2 separate regions of the Mus musculus genome follow, and region 2 is linked to region 1. The links are chromatin contacts, called in public Micro-C maps. All regions are on one chromosome and are shown on one strand. Each heading gives the region's core, a stretch centred on a gene start, on an enhancer-like site or on the middle of the called end of the contact. The rest is flanking DNA. Distances are from core to core; before and after follow the strand shown.

What was found. A called contact is a pair of places that touch in the nucleus more often than the background predicts.
Region 2: a Micro-C map of embryonic stem cells shows a contact between it and region 1, with 2.0 times the contacts expected there. The contact joins the promoter of B230311B06Rik here to the promoter of Itpripl2 in region 1. A contact is called at or near these places in 5 of 39 promoter capture datasets (the 3T3-L1 cell line, the C10 cell line, hippocampal neurons and 2 more), 7 of 484 Hi-C or Micro-C datasets (Sertoli cells, embryonic stem cells, muscle stem cells and 1 more), 2 of 115 datasets of contacts at active chromatin or transcription factors (epiblast stem cells and pancreatic cancer cells) and 1 of 9 other capture datasets (pancreatic islet).

Annotation. Positions count from the first base shown.
Region 1 is chr7:118,489,855-118,493,398 of GRCm38.p6, forward strand. Itpripl2 (inositol 1,4,5-triphosphate receptor interacting protein-like 2) reads right to left here and starts at 2,121. Exons shown (of 1, transcript NM_001033380.3): 1 at 1-2,121. The coding sequence starts at 1,480.
Region 2 is chr7:118,590,597-118,594,178 of GRCm38.p6, forward strand. It overlaps B230311B06Rik (RIKEN cDNA B230311B06 gene), which reads left to right and starts at 1,689. Exons shown (of 2, transcript NR_169121.1): 1 at 1,689-1,864.

The sequences.
Region 1 (3,544 bases), core at 871-3,370:
CTGCTGCAAGCTCCCGGGAGTGCGGGTCGAAAGGCGCCAGGAGGTCAACAGGAGCGGCCTCCCGCAGCACCTTGGGCAGGGGGCCAACCTCGGCAGCCGCCCCAGTCGGACCTAGGACACAATGGAAGAGATCTCGGCGTCTCAGCAGGCAGTCCCTAAGGAACTTCACCAACTTCTCCAAGCACTCACTCAGGTGTGCCTCGTCCCAGCTGGGCGTTGGGCTGCCCTCGTTCAGAAGCACCTCCAGCACCGCCGTTTTGAGCACGTAAGAGGACAGGATACGTCCCCAGTGTGTAGCAGCCATCGGGTCCAGCCCGCGGGCACCCAAGTCTCGAAGAGCCTTAAGCAGCTGCAGGCACTTGAGATAGCAGGCACCTGGAGGCGCCCGTTCCTGAAGCCAGCCCAGCAGTTTCTGCTCCTGACGTGCTGTGTTCACACCCCACAGAGCCTCGGCGCGCAGGCCACCCGGGAGCTCTGACAGGGCCCCGCTAGGCGAGGGTGGTGGTGGTGGTGCCACAAGGAAGACGCCATCACCCAGGTGGACAGCAGGGATGAGGCGCACGGCCATGGAAAGGCGGCAGCAGCCATAGTCCGTGCGGCAAGGAAGGATGTGGAGGGTGGGGGGCTGCTCCAGACTGCCTGGGGTCAGGCTGACCCGACAGCGACCCTCCAAGCTGTAGCGCACAGTGGCCAAGGAGCGCTGTAGGTGCGCCTGGAACCAGCGCAGTACCAGGGTAGCTGAGAGGTGGCGACGGCCCTGCACATCCACACAGAAGCCTTCAGCGAAGGGTTTGCAGTCGCGATGCCACTGGCCCGTCGAGGCCCCCGATGGCGAGGGTGGTGCCTTGAGGGCGCACACGAAGCAGCTGCGGAAGGCTGGGGTCAGCGAGGGTTCGGTCCCCAGGCTCCGCGGCTCCAGCGCCACCTGCGGCGGGAGTCGCAGTGGCACCAACACGTCGAAGCTGTCGGGTCGGCGGATTTTATGCTGTTCATAGGCGCTGCCCACCTGGATGAAGTCTCCCCGGAAGGCCAAAGCCAGTGCTCCCCCGGTGATGAGGCCTGGAGACCCTCGGGCCCGGCCAGCTTGCACTAGTTCCCCCACAATCCGGCTCACATGTGCCTTGCTGTGACCTAGCACATGCGGCGACAGGCGCACTTCGTGCTCATAGTAACTCTCCAGTAAGATGCTCAGGCCTGGCTCTTGCAAGGATCTGGCTGAGAAGTTGGCATGACCACGCGGGCGGGAAGAGCCTGGCAACAGGCGCTGGCGGATGGCGTGGCGACATCGTAGGAGGATGTAGCCGAGGAGAAGAAGGATGGCCACCTTGAGCAACGGGAAACCGCTGTCTGCGCCGTCGGGGGACTCGGCCCGGGCATCCTCGCTGCTGCGTAGGGCATGGTAGAGGCACACCAGCGCCGTGCACAGCCCGGTCACCAAGGGCCAGAAGACCCGCAGGTTGAGCGTGTACCGCACGGACATGCCGGGAGACCGGGCGGCCCAGGGCGCGAGCCCGGGTGGTGTCCCCTGCCCAGCATGCGCGCAGCGTCCCGGAGGCCCCGAGGCCCCCGTGTCCTTGGCCTTGAAGGAGGCTCCCCGCTCGCAGCGCCGGGGCCAGCAGCCCCGCTGCTCTGCCTCCACTCTTAGCTCAAGTTCCCCTTCCAGGCGCCGCCCGCGCAGCTCGCTCCGGCCCCTGACCGCGCCCTGTCCCTGTCCCGCTCAGTCCCAGCCGCGCTGCCCTGGGCTGGCTTCTGCCCCGGACTCCTACCCTACCCTGGGCGGCCCTCCTGGCTCCGCCACAGCTGTGCACAGGGGCGATCGGCCGGGTTACTCGGGTCCCGGGATTTTCTTCTTTCGGAGGGGAAGGCCGCGCCGGGCAGCCGGGAGGAAATGCCGGAGTCTGGAGCCTCGCGGGGAGGGCGGCCCCCTCCCAGCCTCCGCCTGGTTCGACGTCGGGTGGCCAGAGGGACTTCGGGACTTGCGGGAGACTGCACTCCCGAGGGCTACTCCTGGGCCCCCTCCTGGAAGGCAGAACGGGGAAGGCCTGGTTCCGGGGCGGTGGCTGCATCTGATCCCGCACTTACTGGGAAGTTGCTGGAGGAAGGCTTGCAGCCCCACCGCCCGGCCCTCCCTTCGCCCGGCCCCACCCCCAACGAGTCCCGCTGGCGGCGTGGCAGGCTCGGGCGGAAGTGGCCCCTAGCTGTCTGCCGCTGTGCTGTCTTGTAAACCTCTGTAGAGTACCTACTAAGCACTAGACAGGAGCCTAAGGGCTGGGAATGCAGTTGATAGTGTGGAGGTTCTCTTGCCTGTTATTCAAGCTCACAGTCTGGTAAAACGGGACTACGAACAGAGAAGGGTGGTGATGACTGCCTCTGATCCCGAGGCTGGAGTCATGAGTTCAAGACTAGTCTGGGCTACATAGACTGTCTCAAAAACAAAGATTCCCACCAGCAGATGTTCTGAAAGGAAGCTGAATGAAGGAGTACAGGTTGATCTTCCAAAGGATGATCCTCAGAGTCCTGCCCCAAACTGTAGGGTGTCTGACGAGGTAGTGTTGGATCTGAGACCTGGGAGAGCTGGTGCAAAGCGATAATGATAGTTTTTGCAGGACAGGAGACAGGTTTGATGCCCAGCCTCACCACCTGAGTTTGATTCTCAAACCTGCATAGTGGAGGGAGAGAAGTGTTCTGCAAGTTACCTACCCTCTGACCTCCTCGTATATGCAAGCACACACACACACACACACACACACACACACACACACACACACACACACTTACTTTAAAAAGGAAAGAAAAGAAAGAAAGAACTGTGTTTTGGTTTTGGTTTGCCTTATACCTGCATCAGTCACATGGTACATACTTACTCTGTACTTTAATGCTAATCCATACTGATAAGACCTTAGTGCTAATATCTATTGCCAATAAGTAGTATCTTCTCAGATTTTCTGATACTAGAGTCCAGCCAGGTTCCAAAGATCACCCAAAGTCACACAGCCTTTGCAGAGCTGTGCTTCCATCTAGAGGAGTCAGAAGGCAGGGTGGCCAGGGAAGAGGTCCATGTGTCCTTTGGGCATTTTTTTTTTTTCTGAGTCCTTTGTGAGGACTCTTACAAACCTGGAAAGCCTGCGCTTTTTCATAACACGAAAGTCCCAGGAACAATTTGAATGTATTTGAATAGTCGTCTGTATTTGTTCACACTTATTACACCTTGCTGCTGTATAAGGGGAGCAAGGGTAAATGACTTAGAGCATATGGGATCCCAACCATAGAACCAGGATAGAGGGTCATCCCAGCATTAGTCCAGGAGATCCTGACTGAACTAGTCAGGCTAAGCAGAAGTGTGTGTGTGTGTGTGTGTGTTCACTCACATTTATATGTGAAAGCCATAAGTTAACCTTGGGTGTTATTCCTCAGTGTCATTCCTTGGGTGCTATTCCGCCTTGGGTTTTGAGACAGGGTGTCTCACTGAACCTGAGGTTGCTGTTTCGGTGGCCAGCAGCTCCAGGCATTGGCTTGTTTCTACCTCCCCAGTGCTGGAGTTTCA
Region 2 (3,582 bases), core at 439-2,938, 100 kb after region 1:
TCACTACGTGACTGAGCTACTCCCTCCTACCACTACATGCCAGTCTACCATGCCAGTCTACCATGCCAGTCTAGTCTACCATGCCAGTCTAGTCTACCATGCCAGCCTACCATGCCAGCCTACCATGCCAGTCTACCGTGCCAGTCTACCGTGTCAGTCTACCATGCCAGTCTACCGTGGTGGGCTGAAATCCCTTTGAAACCATGAGCCCAAGCAACTCTTTCCTCCTTCATTGTTATACATTTTGACCACAGCAATAAGACAAATAACACACCTGGCCTTTTTCCTGGCAGACCTGCATGCATTCCCTACCCTCCTTGACCCTTGACCCTCTTCTCTAGGCCTCCTTCTCTTGTGGCATTTACCATTCTTTAACAGCTTGCCTTCCTGGTAATTGTGGCATTATTGTGGCTGTCAGCCTACCCCAGTACAACAGAACGTAAGTCCCATGGTAGGAATGGTCTGTGGTCATGGCAGATCACCAAGAAGTTCATTAGGCTTGTGGGAATTAATGGATGGAGGAGGGGAGACTCTTTCTCTCAGAGATTGCTCAATAACTATTACTCATTCATTCATTTTACTGGTATTGGAATTCTGTCGGGACTCCACCCCCCACAGTTAGCTGGCAAAAGCCAGGTAGGCCTGGCCCACTATAAAAGGGGCTGCTTGCCCCCTCCCCTCTCTCTTGTCTCTCTTCTCTTGCCTCTTGCTCTCCCTCTCTCTGCATTCCCTTCCTCCATTTCCCCACGTGGCCATGGCCAGCCTCTACTTCTATACTCTCTCTCTCTCTCTCTCTCTCTCTCTGTGTCTCTCTCTGTCTCTACTACCCTCTTGACTCTCCTCCCCATGCCCTAAATAAACTCTATTCTACACTATACCATCATGTGGCTGGTCCCTCAAGGAGAAGGGATGCCTTGGCATGAGCCTGTCAAGGCGTCCCCTTCCCCATACCTCACCACACCCCCCATAAAACATATTCTTATACCCTTTTTTTCTTAATAATCTTTTTATAACAACTGGCGTGTTTGTTTTGTTTTGTTTTTGAGAAGTGGAAAGGGAAGGAGTCAGAGTCTCATGCATCCCATGTATCCATCCCATCAAATCCACTATGAATGATCTTGAACTTCTAACCTACCTGCCTCTGCTTCCTAAGTGCTGGGGTTGCAGGTGTACACTGCCATTCTGTTTTATGAGTGTGGGGCTCAAACCCCAGGATTCTTTCATGCTGGATAAATTACTAATGAAGCTGTATTCCTGGCTCTTTTTGTTTTGAGACAGATCTCATTATGCAGTTTATCCTTGCCTCAAGCTAGATTCCCCTGCCTCAGCCTCCCAGGCAGTGCTTTGGCAGGAACTCACACCACCAACCCTAATGAAACCTGGTGCCTCCTCGTGTGCTGGGTGAGTGCTCTCTGGTGGGCTTTCTGTGCCTCTGTCACTTTCACAGTGTGTACTTGAGCCTAACGGAGCACTGGACTCTTCCATATAGCAGAATTTGGTAGAGTAAGCTGGCATACTTTTCTCATGGTAAGTGGCCTTTTACTATGGGGTGTCCACCATGATTCCTCAGGACAGACAGAAGGAGTGTCCCTCCTCTCTTCCACACTCTGGCCTCCTCACTTCCCAAGGTCCCCCACAGATGTACTTCCGGTCCATCTGGAAAACATTTCCCTCCTACGGAGGTAATGACTTCCGCCTGTACCCATTCCCATCAGCCCTGCTACACTGTCCTGCTCTGAGTTCTGACTACTCTCTGTCTCTAGGGAGGACTTGGCTGAAATCTCCGAGGCAGGAGATGAATCCTGATGAGAGCCAAAGTTTCTCTGAGGTGGCTCATGGCCTAGACGCTGCTGCCCAGAACGCTGTGAGTGGGGGAAGGGAAAGTTCCCTTTGGCTATTGTTGCAGACAGACAGCAGGACACCAGCACACACACTCAGCAGCTGCCCTCGTGGGTATTTGTTATAAGGCTGTTGAGCTCCAAGGGCTCCTTTTGGGAGGACCATGCTGTTCTGGTATGTCATCATTCCAACTTTCTCATGGTAAGCTGTCATTTCCAGAGAGAGAGAGAGTGAAAAATGAGACAGCCTTGGATCAGCAAATGGTTCTTCACTCACTGGCTGTGCGATCCAAGGCTTGTTACTAAGCCTCTCTGTGCTTCTGCTCTCTCATCTATTTTCTCCCCTTTCCTTCTTTCCTCTTTTAGATAAGAGCTTGCTAGGTAACCCAGGCAGGCTTTAAACTTAAAATATTCCTGCTTCAAGCCACCAGAGTTCAGGGATCATGGGTCTGCATGACCAAACCTGACTCTCTTCCTATATCAGTGGTATCTGTTCCTCTGTTTAAAAAAAGCATTAGCTGGACCTGGATTGTGCAGACAGGGAGAGGTGTGGGTTTGACTCCTAATGTGACCTGGGTATCTGGGAGCTATAACCAAGGAGCAGGCTGGAGGTTGCTGATAGGAAATTACCAGGACAGAATATTAGAGCTGTATTAGTTAAGTTGCTCTGAGCAGATTGGAGGAGGGAGGACTTAGTTTATTCCAGATTTCAGAGGCGTTGGTCCAACTTCTATCATGCTGGCCAAGAAGCAGAGAGAGGGATGGTAGCAAGAAAGAGGTGAGGGCAGAGCATCTCGCGTCCACCCCTGCTTCCTCCCAGGGGTGCCATCTAGATGGGAATTCATCAAAATACAAGGTCAGAACCTGCAGTATCTAACTGTGAGCAATCTGTCACACACACAGCAGGATGGAATGTCTCATTAATCATGAGGTGATTCGAACTCCAATCAGGACGACTGTGGCGACTAGCCACCACAGGGAGTTAAGGAGGTTTCTATCTAGGCTGAGCTGATGAAACTGTCACTGCAGATAGATCAGGTGACAGATACCATCTAGGAAGGAGGCCCACTCAGTGAGGGGCAGCAGGTATTAGGGCTCCTTCTTCCTAAATGACTGTGCAAGGCTCTCTGGCAACACTAGAGTTCACAGGGGAGAATACAGGCAGGCTCTGGAGTTGGTTAGGAGCCTTACAGTTAGGCTACACAAAGAATCTTAGTCATCTCTGTTCAGCTCAGATCTAAGAGGCAGAGGCAGGGCACTGAGCTCAGAGTTATATGTAAATCTGAGTCTAGAGAGGACCCGCTGAGCTTTCTAGGTTCGTAAGTCCCAGAACAAATAATTGGACCAGGGTGAGAAAAAAGTAGAGGTGCTGATGGACCCCCACCTGGGAGTGTGGTGAGTCTCTAAGGCCTCTCCTCTCGGGAGAGTGCCTTGGGTGAGCTTGGTTTGTTCCTCATAGCCCTGGTGAGGGAGGAGTTCCCAGGCCTTCCGCCAACTGGCTTCTTTCATATGCTAATCTCCCCTCCAGCCCTATTCTGCCAACAGTTGCTGTAACAGAAGACCACCCCTCCTCCCAAATTGGGTGCTTTATATAGAAAAAAATATATCGTTCACACAGTCTCCAGCTGGGAAGGGACATCTGTTCAGTGAAGAGGAACAAATACAGCTTCTGGAACATTCCTGTGAAGCAAATTGCCTGGGTGCTTCAAAGATATCAATAGCTGGAGTGGGGGCGGGGCAGGGG